2 separate regions of the Capra hircus genome follow, and region 1 is linked to region 2. A link is a contact called in public Hi-C data. All regions are on one chromosome and are shown on one strand. Each heading gives the region's core, a stretch centred on a gene start, on an enhancer-like site or on the middle of the called end of the contact. The rest is flanking DNA. Distances are from core to core; before and after follow the strand shown. Region 1 has its middle 30 kb from the start of SNN. Region 2 overlaps LOC102173909.

Region 1 (6,957 bases), core at 3,379-5,878, 270 kb before region 2:
TAGATGGGGATGATGAGACCACGCACTTCACAGCAGTGTTGGGAAGAAGAATTGAGCTCAAATGTTTCAAGTGCTCAGTCCAGAGTTGGGCATACAGTAAGTTCTGACTAATGTCACCAAGAACCATGACAGGGGACTGTTGTCTGTGCTCAGCTGCTCAGGCCGGAGCCTTAGGGGCACCAGGACAGGGGGCAGGGGGTGTGCAGGCGTTGTAGCCCCTGAGCAGGCAGGCACGTGGGCACTGCTAAAAAGATCATCTCTTTAAGAAGGGAAAGTCAAGGGGCTTCCCTGGTGGCTCAGTGGTAAAGAGTCTGCTGGCCAATGCTCTTTGATCCCTGGTCCAGGAAGATCCCACACGCAGCAGAGCATCTGAGCTCGTGTGCCACAGCTGTTGAGCCTGAGCTCTGAAGCCCGGGGTGGAGCCCTATACTAAGGTCACAGGAGAGAAATCTCTGGGACTGGCTGGTCCACACCTGGGAGCCACAACTGCTAAGCCCAGGTGCCGCAACTACTGAAGCCTGGGTACCCTAGAGCCCGTGTTGCACAAGAGACATCACTGCAGTGAAGCTCGTGCACGACAACCACGAGCGGGCCCCACTCACCGCAACTGGAGAAAAGCCCTAGTGCAGCGACAAGACCCAACACAGCCCCAAACAGACAAACGAAGTTACATGTTAAAAAAGCAGGGGAACGCAGAACTCTCTGACAAACATAAAATCTTTGAACATATGTCAAAGATTTTTGACTCAGGAGTTTAGGAGGGAGCTAGTAAGATGTTACAGCCAATTCAAAGGAGGATTTTAAAAGCCCAGACACGGGCAGGCAATGGGGAGTGCCGAAGTGAATTTGCAAACAGGTGCGAAACTGGTCAGTGTGCAAAGGGCAGACATCAATTGTGTCTCTACCGGATGCAGGTCATTTGCATGTCTACGGAAGAGACTCATTTGCATCACTATCCGTTTTCTACCTCGTGGGAAATACCTTGAAGACTCTGCAAGGCCAGGATGACCCCGGAGGGCGCACTAGGCAAGACACCGGCCATCTTTTTTCCCAGCTCAAAACCTTGCATAATTTTACACACACATGCACACACAGAGTCACAATCACTAACAAACGCAGTCGTGCGCACACAGCCACAGCACACACACGGGCCTCCCTCTGTGTGTGTCTGGATGTCTCTCTGACTCTCCTTTTGCGGTGAGAGTGATTCAAGCTCCCACCTCCAGCCTTTGCTCCCCCTCCTCAGCACACATCTCCATCAGCCCTCTGACCACCCACATCTTGCTCATCTCTCAGAGCTTCCATGCAATGCCTCTCTGAGCAGGAATCTCTCTTTCCCCTGCACCCTACCCTGTCCTTACTTCTGTCTGTCTTCCATGAGCTTCCACTTGGGCACCTATATAGGATAGAAGGAGCCTGGACTCCAGAATTGTCAATCTGAGTCCCAGATGTGGCACTTGGCCATCATGTGACCATGGGCAAGTCACAGCTCTGAACCTCAGTCTCCCCACTTCATCAAGTGGGATGATAACAGAACCAACCTCATGGGTTGTTTCTATTTTGCTTTGAAGATTAAATTAGCAGAGGCAAAGAATGCTCCTTTGGCAGAGGGTCTGACACACAGGAGAAGAGGCTGTGAGGATAAGATGGTTGGATATCATCGCTGATTCAATGGACATGAACTAGGGCAAACTCCGAGAGATGGTGAGGGACAGGGAGGCCTGGCACGCTGCAGTCCGTGGGGTCACAAAGACTTGGACACAACTTGGCAACTTAACAGGTGACACACAGGAAGTGCTCAATACAGGTCAGCTGCTGTGAAAATGGGGCTTCTAATCCCCTTTCAATGGGTAGCCTGCTAAAGGGCTCACTCAACAGGAGGGGTCACCTTCCAACAGCTGGAATGGAAGGTCTCCTTGGCCCCCCACCCTGGACCTGCCCCCCAGACCTGCCCCTACCCAGCTGCTGTGGATCTCTAGAGATGGGATTAAGCAGAGAGGCTGCCAGGAACCCCAGCCCCAGGAGGGGTGCAGGGACTGATGGCTGCAGCTGGGCTGAAGTCCCCCAGGCTGTGGTGATGGATGGGGGGCTGGTTGGTGGAGGAAGTGGGCACTCTGGACGACAGCTGGCCAGGCGCTGATGGATGTCACAGGGGAAGAGGGATGGCAGGAGGATTGCAGAGGCTGAGGGAGGCTAAAGCCCAGCCTCTGGAAAAGCCTGTCTGGGGCTCAGCTAGAAGAGTTATAGCCGGTGGTGAGGGGCGGGCATTGGAGACCTTGAACACTGTGTCCTGGATACTTCCTCCTAGAAATGCTGTTGTGAGGCCAGCACCTAAAGGGCCCATGAACTTCAACATCAGACTCTCGTGGTTGAAACTAGTAGCATCAGTAGCAATGTGATCCCAGTCAATCCTTATAACCACTCGGGTAATGATTTACTATTTTCCCAAGTTTGCCTGTGGAGACACTGAAGCTTAGATGGGGTCAAAGGAGCCAAGATCTGTCTCCTCCCAGGAAGCCAAGGGGTCCTCTGAGTAGCACTCAGGAGCTCTTCCTTGTGATCACCAGCTCGAAGTCGCTTGTTCAGACCTTTCATGCGTTCATTCCTGTATTCATTCATCTGTCCGCCAAACCCCAGCTGACTTCCTCCATGCTGGGCTCTGGCTGGGTGCCAGAGACACCCCAGTACTCAGACACAGCCTCCGACCTCACAGAGCTCAGTCCCCAGGAAGAAATAGACCAAAGGCACGCTATCCCAACTCTGGACCTTGGGGGTACGGAGTGGTCAGGGATGGCTTCCTGGAGGAGGCGGACCCTGAGCAGACACCTGAAGGACAAGGGGAAGGAAGAACCCATTCTCTGGGCACGGCAGTGAGCGGGAAGGAAGGAAGGAAGACTTCAGTGGTGGAGACAGTTGAGCTGTATCCTGAATGACAAATAGTAAACAGAGATACAGGCAAGGTTTTCCAGCAGCAAGAAGAATACACACAAAGGCCCAGATGCAGGAATTGCCATAAGGTGAGGGGGTGCAGAAGGTCCCAGTGGATGGTATGCAAGAGCCTGGGATGGAAAAAGAAATGGTACATGAGACAAGACAGGGTCCAGGTCTAAGAGGCTTTGTGTGTGTGTGTGTGATACAGTTGACATAAAATGTATAGTTTCAGGTATGCAGCAATGATTTAATATGTGCATATACTGTGAAATGACATCACAACAAGTTTAGTTAACATTCATTGCCTTGCAGTGTTTTCTCTTGTGATGAGAACCTTAAAGATCTCACCTCTTAGCAACTTTCAAACACATAATAGTACATGATTGTTAACTGCAATCACCAATGCTGTGCATTATATTCACAGGACTTATTTATCTCATGACTGGAACTTTGTGGCTTTTGACCCCCTTCCCCCATTTCATGCCTCCCCATCCCTACCCCCTAACCTCTGGCAATCACCAATCTGTTTTCTGTATCGTTTGGCTTTTTTAGATTCTGCATATAAAGTGAGGTCATACCATTTTTTCTTTCTTTGTCTGACTTATTTTGCTTAGCATAATGTCCTCAAGGTCCATCCATGTTGTAATAAATGGCAAGGTTTCATTCTTTTTTTATGGCTGAATAATATTCCATTGTATATAGATACCACATTTTCTCTATCCATTCATCCATCAGTGGACACTTAGCGTGTTTCCATATCGCTATTGTAAGTAACTCTGCAATGAACATGCAGATATCTTTATAAGATAGCTGTTTAATTTCCGTAGGATATATACCCAGGAGTGGAATTGATGGATCATACGGTATTTCTAATGTTTTGAGGCACCTCCATACTGTTTTCCATAGTGGCTGCACCAAGTTGCATTCCCACTCTACACACCAGAGTTCCCTTTCCTCCACACCCTCGCAGCACTCAATGCTGTTCAGTCGCTCAGTCGTGTCTGACTCTTTGTGACCCCATGGACTGCAGCACGCCAGGCTTCCCTGTCCTTCACCAGCACTTGTTATCTCTTGTCTTTTTGTTAATAGCCATTCTGACAGGTATGAGGGAAGAGGTTTTGAATACCGTGGAGGGTGTGACTTTATCCTGAGGCTGACAGAGGACCACTGACTATGGCAACCAGGAGAGTGACTCATGAGATCTGTATTTTTAGAAAGAACCCTGGCTGCCATTGGGAGGGTGGATTAAAGTGGAGCCTGGAGGCCACTGGGAGGCCTCAGCAGTGATGCAGGAGCGAGGCTGAGGATCAGGGATGGGTGGTGGACGTTCAGCATTGAGGACGCTGAGTGGACAAGGCTGGAGCAAATAATTTCCTGGGCAAATGTTGCCACAGAGAGGCATGGATATCCTCCTCACCTGTTTGTATGTCTTTTATAAATGACAAGGCATTGGATTAAGTTTTGAGGGGTTCAGTGGCACATTGAGGCTCCCTTAGCAGGTGGTAGAGCCGGAATGGAAACCCTGGAGTGCCCCTTTGGAAACCTAATTCTGGTCTCTTTCTGGGTGGCTTTCAACCGTGTTGCCCTTCCAGGAATGATCTGCAGGGGGAGACTGAGAGCAGGGGACGTGCCCCGAGGCCGAGAGGCACCCAGACAGAAGGGGGCGCTGTGGTCACGGGCGACCGGGCCAGCGGCATCCGGGTTGCCGGTGGAGGACTGGGCAGCCTGGGCGGGGGAGTCAGCTCTTACCCACGGTTTACGGAGGAGGGACCCCACAACCAGAGAGCAGGAAAGGGTCTCCCAAGGGGTGAATCAGCGTCTCAGAATGCTGCCTAGTCCACTGCTCCCGCTTGGAAAACTGAACTGAGTTTCCCAGATCTGAGAGCACCAGAGGGAGCTTGGAGGTCAAGAATGGGGTCCAGGACCCCCAGACTTTCCCTTAGGAGTAGCAACCCCTGGTTTCACCGACACCCAGTCCAGTCCCGCTAGCCCAGGGACGGCGGAGCCTGGTAGGCTGCCGTCTATGGGGTTGCACAGAGTTGAACACGACTGACGCGACTTAGCAGCAGCAGCAGCAGCAGGCCAGAGAGTGATGGAGAGGAGCCTCGGGGTGTGGTCCACGGAGTGAGCCAAGACTCCCGGGAAGAAATGTCCAGGCTTCTTCCAGTGGGTGGGCGCCCACGAGGCCTTGTATAGAAAGGGCGGTGAGGGAGGGGCGACACCAGGTGGCAGGCACCCTTCAAGCCCGGGCATCCTGTGGTTCATCTCCCCTCTTTTCCGTTTTCTAACTCAGGATTTCCAGAGCGGCAGCCGCTGAAGTTTCTTGCCTGGCATGTCTCTCATTGGTGTGTGGGGGCCCAGGGTAGAGGAAAGGGATCAAGACTGGTATAAGTGCTCTGCTCTGTGGCCTGGGTTTCTTCCTGCTCGTCAGCAATTAGGTTTAGTGAGCCCAACGCAGGGGTGGGAAGGAAGGTGAGAAGCCAGTGGGTTCAAACCCTGAAGCTACCACTCAGCAGCGTGTGACCCAGGGCTCCATGCCCCTCTCTCAGCCTTGTCTGTAAATTGAGGAGACTGAACCCCATTTTGTGAAAAAGCTGCCTTTTGTGTGGAATAAAAATTACCCACACAGGCCTGGCACATAGAGGGGGCTCTGTCTCTCTCTGGCAAATCCCTTTGGGCCAATTACAGTATGTAGTGGTGAAGCCAGAATTAGGGCTTTGGATAGAGGAAAACAATAGAATGGGAAAGACTAGAGATCTCTTCGAGAAAATTAGAGATACCAAGGGAACATTTCATGCAAAGATGGACACAATAAAGGACAGAAATGGTATGGACCTAACAGAAGCAGAAGATATTAAGAAGAGGTGGCAAGAATACACAGAACTATACAAAAAAGCTCCCAATGACCCGGACAACCACGAAGGTGTGATCACTCACCTAGAGCCAGACATCCTGGAATGTGAAGTCAGGTGGGCCTTAGGAAGCATCGCTACGAACAAAGCTAGTGGATGTGATGGAATTCCAGCTGAACTATTTCAAATCCTTAAAGATGATATTGTTAAAGTGCTGTACTTAGTCTGCCAGCAAATTTGGAAAACTCAACAGTGGCCACAGGACTGAATCAGTTATCATTCCAATCCCAAAGAAGGGCAGTGTCAAAGAATGTTCAAACTACCACACAATTGTACTCATCTCACATACTAGTAAAGTAATGCTCAAAATCCTTCAAGCTGGCCTTCAACAGTACGTAAACCGAGAACTTCCAGATGTACAAGTTGGATTTAGAAAAGGCAGAGGAACCAGAGATCAAATTGCCAACATCCGTTGGACCATAGAAAAAGCAAGAGAATTCCAGAAAAACATCTGCTTCATTGACTACGCCTTTGACTGTAGATCATAACAAACTGAAAAATTCTTAAAGAGGTGGGAATACCAGACCACCTTACCTGCCTCTTGAGAAATCTGTATGCAGGTCAAGAAGCAACAGTTAGAATGGGACATGGAACAACGGACTGGTTCAAAATTGGGAAAAGAGTACGTCAAGGCTGTATATTGTCACCCTGCTTATTTAACTTATATGCAGAGTGCATCATTTGAAATGCCAGGCTGGTTGAAGCTCAAGCTGGAATCAAGATTTTTGGGAGAAATATCAATAACCTCAGATATGCAGATGACACCACCCTTATGGCAGAAAGCAAAGAGGAACTAAAGAGCCTCTTGATGGAGGTGAAAGAGGAGAGTGAAAAAGTTGGCTTAAAACTCAACAGTCAGAAAAGGAAGATCATGGCATTTGGTCCCATCACTTCCTGGCAAATGGGTAAAAGGGAAACATTGACAGACTTTATTTTCTCAGCCTCCAAAATCACTGTGGACGGTGACTGCATCCGTGAAATTAAAAGATGCTTGCTCCTTGGAAGAAAAGCTATGACAAACCTAGACAGCGTATTAAAAAGCAGAGATATCACTTTAGAGCAAAGGTCTGTCTAGTCAGAGTCATGGTTTTTCCAGTAGTTATGTATGGGTGTG
Region 2 (6,080 bases), core at 2,644-5,143:
CAGCTGCACTTTCTCACTTGTTTGGGGGCTGGTTGGCTGTCACCTGGTCTGGGACAGTCTCTGCTGAAACATCCAGGCTCTCCTCTGTGTGGCGTCAGCGTCCGGCAGGCCAGCCTGTGTTTAATCTCATGATGGCTGGGCAGGGGTCCCAGAGAGCCAGACGGAGCTGAAGCCTTAAGGCCGAAGCTGGGGTTTCGCAGTGTCAACTTCACCAAATTCTATAAGCCAGTCACGAGGCCAGCCCAGGTTCCAGGGCCAAGGCAACAAATTCCACCTCTTGATGGAGGAGATACAAGGCCTCCTTGCAGAAGTCCTGGCATGGGGCTCTCATGAGGATGCTGATGGACTGTTGAGTGGCATGGGGACCAAGAGAGGGGACAGCTTCTGAGTTTTGTGCAGATTACATGCATGTGTGGCCCCAAAGTGGCCCCTGGCCCCCTCTTGGCCTCAAGCTGATGCCCCCACCCCTCCCTGTACGCCCCTCCCTGCCCAGTGGAGCTCACCCACCTGCTGCCCCTGCCCTTGCCACGGCACTGCAGCTTCCGCCTGACCTCCGAGCATTCGACACGCCATCACCAGGATGACCTGGTTGTGGGCTGGGACGGCAAGGACCAGGTAGGCACCGGGAAGCCCACCTTGTGGCCTGAGCGGGACACTCGGGGCCCTGCCCTGCCCGAGGAGCATTATGGGGCCAACCGGGCTTAGCCCCAGTCCCCAAAGGACCACAGGAAGAGCACTGGCGGGGAGGAGGGAGCCTGGGTCCCAGCACCACCTGGATGATAACAGGAAGACCAGCGGCTGACGCATAGCGACAGCCTCTTGTGTGCCAAGCAGCCCAGCCCCGTTTCATAGATGAAACTGAAGCTCAGAGGGGAATGGAGCTACTGAAAGGCAGGGCTGGGATTCAGATCCATGAAATGCCTCTAACCCCCAGTCCGCTCTCCGTCATATGCTTGTCCCTATCTGCTGCTCTCCAAGCCTCAACTTACTCCTCTGAAAAATGGGCTGAAGCTCCCAGAGGACCTCCCCTAGTGGTGGGACAGCAGCCCTCACTCCCTTGACCGTGATGAAGGAGGTGACCTGCGCTGGGAGGTTGGGGAGGGCCTCTCTGGGGGAGGCCTCTCGCTCAGCCTGTCCCCTCCCCAGGTGGCGCTGTCCTCCTCTCTGCGGCGGGAGAAGGGCAAGCTGGCCGCCCGCCTGGCCCTGGTTCACCCCTTCAGCCTCTCCTGGTGGCGGGCCGAGGCCAGTGGCCTTGCTGAGAGCAGAGGCGGCAGGCAGAGCCGGCAGGTGAGCAGGGAGCAGCCGCGGGGCCCTGGGTAGACGGCTCTTGGGGGTGGGTGAGCCGCATGGCTAAGGCCACGGGTGGGACATCTGGGACCACGTTTGGGGGAGGAGGATCTTGTTTGTTCATCAGAGACAAGGACGCCTCTGGGATCACAGTGTCCTGAAGCTTGGAACCCCAGGGGGCCCTTCATGCACTCATTCCTTCACTGGGACTGCGTTAAGCACCTAATGTGTTCCAGGACATGTTGAGGTGCAGGCGTAGTCCCTGCATGGATAAAGCTCACATATTAGTGGGAGGAGCAGTTCACGAGCATGTCTGGTTCATCACTGATGCGCTGGTTTGTTTAGCTGGTCACTGCAGGGGTTCACACAGGGCAGCTTGGACTCTGCATCTGACTGGGAGGCTTTGGGCAATCTTCAGCACCTCTCTAAGCCTCAGGGTTTTTTTTTTTTTTTTTCCTATGAAATGGGAGACGGTAGGCCAGTGTGTGCCAGGCAAAAAGACCAAAACTCAAGAGAATGAGTGAATAAAAAATTAAGAGTTGTGATAAGCTCTATAAAGAAAGTAAGGAGGGTACTAAGAGAGAGAGTCACTGGAGTCCGGTAGGGAGGGGACTTTAGATGGGGTGGTCAGAGAGGGCTTCATGGAGGAGGTGGCTTGTCAGCTGAGGACCCGTGGATGAAGGGGAGCCCGGACGAGCTGGAGGAGCAGCAAGTGCAAAGGCCCTGAGGTGGGAACAGGCTGGGAGCTTCAGGAGGAGCCAGAGGCAGTTAAGACCAGCACGGAGGAAATGATGGGGTGGGGGCTGGTGAGGGGGGAGAGCTGAGGTCAGGTGAGGGGGCAGACCCGCTGTCTTAGCTCGGGGCTGCCATAGCAAAACATCACAGGTTGGGTGGCTTAAACCACAGCCTAGAGGCTAGAAGTCCAAGATCAAGGGGCCAGCATGGTCAGGTTCTGGTAAGAGCCCTCTTCTTGGTCTGAAGCCTTTTCTCTGTGTCCTCACATGTCAGGGAGTGAGCTCTGTGGGGTCCTTCTTACAGAGCATGGATCCCATCGTGACCCCCCCAACCCCACCCCATCTAACCCTAATCGCCTCCCAACACCTCCTGATGTTGTCACATTGCGGCTTAGGGCTTCGACCCACAGGCCCCAGTGAGGGGCTCAGATTTCCCTGTCCTGGGAAATGTGTTGAGAATGGGGATTTTTCCACCCAGTAAACACTTCAGGTCTGCAGTCTGAGCGTGGCTCTGCGCTCTTACAGGCATGAGCCAGAAGAGAAGTCTGTCTCAACTCCCGCTTGCCACCTCCATCCCCTAGAGGGTGGGCAAGGGGACCACCAGCTTCTCCACCTCCCCCCGCCCAGGCTCTGCACCTCTCCCTCCCTCTTCCCTCCCCACCCTGACACACAGATGGGGGGACCTCAGCCTCTCCTCCGCCCCACTTCTCCCGTCCTCCTGCCACTGGCCGCGTCTCCACGCAGGTGCAGCTTGCCTGGAACGGAGGGCAGCCGCTGGCCTTGCAGCTCACCTGGGCCGACAGGTCCTCGGCGCAGAGCGCCTCCTGGGATGGTTGCGTGGCTGCTTCCCCGGGGCAGGTACGCACTGCCTGCCCTTCCAACCCGGCACCAGGCTCCCCCAAACCCCGGGCCCTGTGCTGCCCCCCTGCGCCCCAGTCACATCCACCATCCTCTTCCCCGTCAGCTCCAGGACACCTGGGGCCTGGGCGCCCTCAGGGCCTGTGGGGCCTTAACGCAGACCCCAGCTGTGCTCAGCGAGTGGCTGGATCTGTCCTGGGATGGACGCCGGGTGCGGCAGAACCTGACGTACGAGGTGAGGCCTGGGGAGCTGGGTAGCCCCACTGGCTGCAGAAAGTGCCTGGCTCTGGGGCCATAGGGTCCTGGGTATAAGTGCTCATTGTGCTGGGGGGCCCCAGGCAATGCATTTCTCCATTGTGAACCTTGGTTTTCTCATCTGTGAAATGGGTACAAGTATCCTTCCCTGACTATAATGTCGTGAAAGCGCTGGGAGGTCAGGAAAGCAAGGTGCCCAGCATGAGGCAAGCACTCCCAGGGAGCAGACAGAGGAGTGGGTGAGCCCAGTGGGCTGCCGGAGAGGGGTAGGGGGAGGTGGGGAGCTCAGGTTCCCAGAGGTGTCAGGGTCAAGGTCTTGCCAGCGTCACCATCTGCCCAGGGCTCCTGATGGACTGAGTGCTGCTCTGCAGAGCCTGGGGCAGGGGCTGGGCCACGGAGAGATGAGGGCAGCTGGCCTGGAAGTGCCCTTGTCCCTTCCGGGTTTCCAAGGCCCACAGCCCCTCCGTCTCCCAACAGAGGTCCTGCCCGGAGTGTAAACGCCCTCTGTGGGGCTGCCCAGGGCTCTGATGGGGTTCCTGGCACCTCCTCTCCTCTCGTGAGGGTCTCCTTCTCTTCTGGGATGAGCCCCCATCCCAAGATGCCCTCTTCCTTCCAGAGGCGCCAGCCGTCCCTCCCAGACAGGATCCATGCAGAGACCGTGCTGGAGCATGTCCTCGGGGCCCCCTGCTCCACACAGAGTTTCCAGGGGGACGTGGAGATGGACCATGCCCACTGGCTGCGCCACTCCCTGCAGCTGGGGCTCTGCCACCTGCCCAGGGTGAGTCTGTCCCTGGGGAAGGGCCCAGGGACCCAGGGGTGAAGAGAGAGGAAGGTGCCCACCCAGGGCAGGGGTGTGAGTGAGGGAGCTGGGTCCCGTCATCACGGGTCTGCACAGGCCTGCAGGCAGCCCCGGGCAGGGCTCTCTCCTCTCTGAGCATCTGGTGCTTCATCTGAGGGATGGGAGACACGGTTGGTTCCAGCAGGTGAGGTGATGGGGAGATTTAAGGTGAGGCTCCGGGAAAGTGCTCGACACGTAAACCAAGCTGCTGTTTTCATTGTTATTAGAGGGAGGAGTTGGGACCCCTATCCCCCAACATTCCCCTGGGTTTGTTAGCTAGTTGATTGGTCTTTTCTGCCTTCCTCCACCCACCTTTTACCCATCTTTCCAGCCATCCAGGCAGCCAGCCAGCCATCCAGCCAGCCAGCCACTTACCCACCCTCCAATCCATCCTCCCGTTCATCCATCCACTCCTTCATCCTCCCAGTCCTCCAGCCTCCTCCCTTCCATCCGTCCTTCCCCTTTCCCATCCCCCACACCCTCTCATCTCTCTAACAGTCCCAGGGGTCACAAACTTTTCCTCCAAAGGGCCAGGTAGTGAATATTTTACTTACTTAAACAATTTACTTTTGTTTGTGTTGGGGCTTTGGTCTTTGTTTGTGTCGCTGCGTGAGGGCTTCCTCTTGTTGCAGCGAGCGGGGGCCGCTCTCGGTGCGGTGCTCGGGCTTCTCCCTGCGGTGGCTTCTGTTGCAGAGCGTTGGGCTGTAGGCACCAGGGCTTCAGCAGTTGCGGGGCCCAGGTTTAGTTTCTCTGTGGCAACTGAGATCTTCCCGGACCAGGGACTGAACCCGTGTCCCCTGCGTTGGCAGGCAGATTCGTAACCACTGGGCCACCAGGGAAGTCACAGTAAACATTTCAGGTCTTGCAGACCATATGGGCTCTGTTGCAGCCACTCAAGTCTGCCATTCTGCCGAGAAGGCCACCGTGGAGGACGTGTAAATGAAGGGGTATGGCCAGTCCCAATAAAAACGTATTTACAAGAACAGGCGGTGAGCCAGATTTGGCCAATGAGCCGAAGTTGCCAGCCCCCGATCTGTCCATCCATTCAGAGAGCATTTGTGGGTCTTTCTTGTGCCAGGCTCTGTTCTAGGTGCAGGGACAAGGACGGTGAAAGGGACGGACCAGGTGCCCGCCCTCCCGAAGCTGAGTCCCGTGGGTAGAAGATGAACAAGACAGGGGTAGTGAATGCTATGGAAGAACGAAGCAGGGAGAGGGGACGAATGCAGAATGTGGTGAGACCAGCCAGTGCAAAGGCCCTGTGGCCGGAGCATGCTGATGGGTGTTTGAGGAGCACAGGGTGGCTTTTACAGAGAGAGCAAGGAGGTGAGGTTAGGAAGATAATGCACGTCCACAGGACCTGCCAAGGAGACCGGCTTCTCCTCCAGGCACAATGGGAAGACAGAGGCTTTGAGCATGGGGACAGTGTCTGATCTGCATGTTTTTTTTAAGGTGAAATGGAGGAGGGGCTCTAGGGTGGGGCAGGAGTGGAGGCTGGGACAGGCTATTGTGACTGTCCTGGCGTGAGGGGCTGCCGCCTGGACCAGGGCCTAGCAAGAGGAAGCTGTGCTCCTGTGCCTCCCTGACCGCCAACATCCCCCTTTCTTGTTCCAGGCCCTCTTGGTCTCTGGGGAGCACACCCTGGGCAGTGGTGAGCTCCTGCTACATTCCAGATGCCAGCTAGGCCTCGCCCCAGACCCAGATCACGGCCTGCACCTCAGCCTGATGCTCCGCAACCACAGCAGGCCCCGGACGCATGACTACTCCGGGGAACTGGAGGTAAGGTGGCTGCGCGCCCCAGAGGAAGATACCCTGATGGCCATCTTTCCCTGTCTGGCCAGTGGACCACCACTGACTGGGCAGCCCTGACATCTAGTGGCCAGTATTGGAACTGCAGACAGGCACTCGGAGGGGGCCTGAGCTTACTCGTAGTGGGACCCCCTGAACCTGCCCACCCCCAACCCTCTGCCACCAAGACAAAACAGCTCCTCTGCTGCCCCAACACCAGCCCTTCCCATAACCAAGAGGCAATGGCTGGACTGCCTGGGTTTGAACCGCAGCCCGACCTCTTCCTAGCTAGCAATTTACCTCTGCTCTTTGTGCCTGTTTCC

Evidence for each region. A called contact is a pair of places that touch in the nucleus more often than the background predicts.
Region 1: a Hi-C map of blood shows a contact between it and region 2, with 5 times the contacts expected there. The contact joins two enhancer-like sites. A contact is called at or near these places in 2 of 5 Hi-C or Micro-C datasets (both in blood).

What each region holds. Positions count from the first base shown.
Region 1 is chr25:10,214,607-10,221,563 of ARS1.2, reverse strand. No RefSeq gene overlaps it. Among named protein-coding and RNA genes, the nearest start is that of SNN, 30 kb to the left of the region's middle. Within about 2 kb of position 4,628, at least 1 of the 5 cell types and tissues checked has an H3K27ac peak or open chromatin away from gene starts, as enhancers often do.
Region 2 is chr25:9,942,469-9,948,548 of ARS1.2, reverse strand. It overlaps LOC102173909, which reads left to right. Exons shown (of 37, transcript XM_018039861.1): 19 at 494-615; 20 at 1,147-1,287; 21 at 2,766-2,879; 22 at 2,986-3,114; 23 at 3,751-3,912; 24 at 5,584-5,748. Among named protein-coding and RNA genes, the nearest start is that of RMI2, 72 kb to the right of the region's middle. Within about 2 kb of position 3,893, at least 1 of the 5 cell types and tissues checked has an H3K27ac peak or open chromatin away from gene starts, as enhancers often do.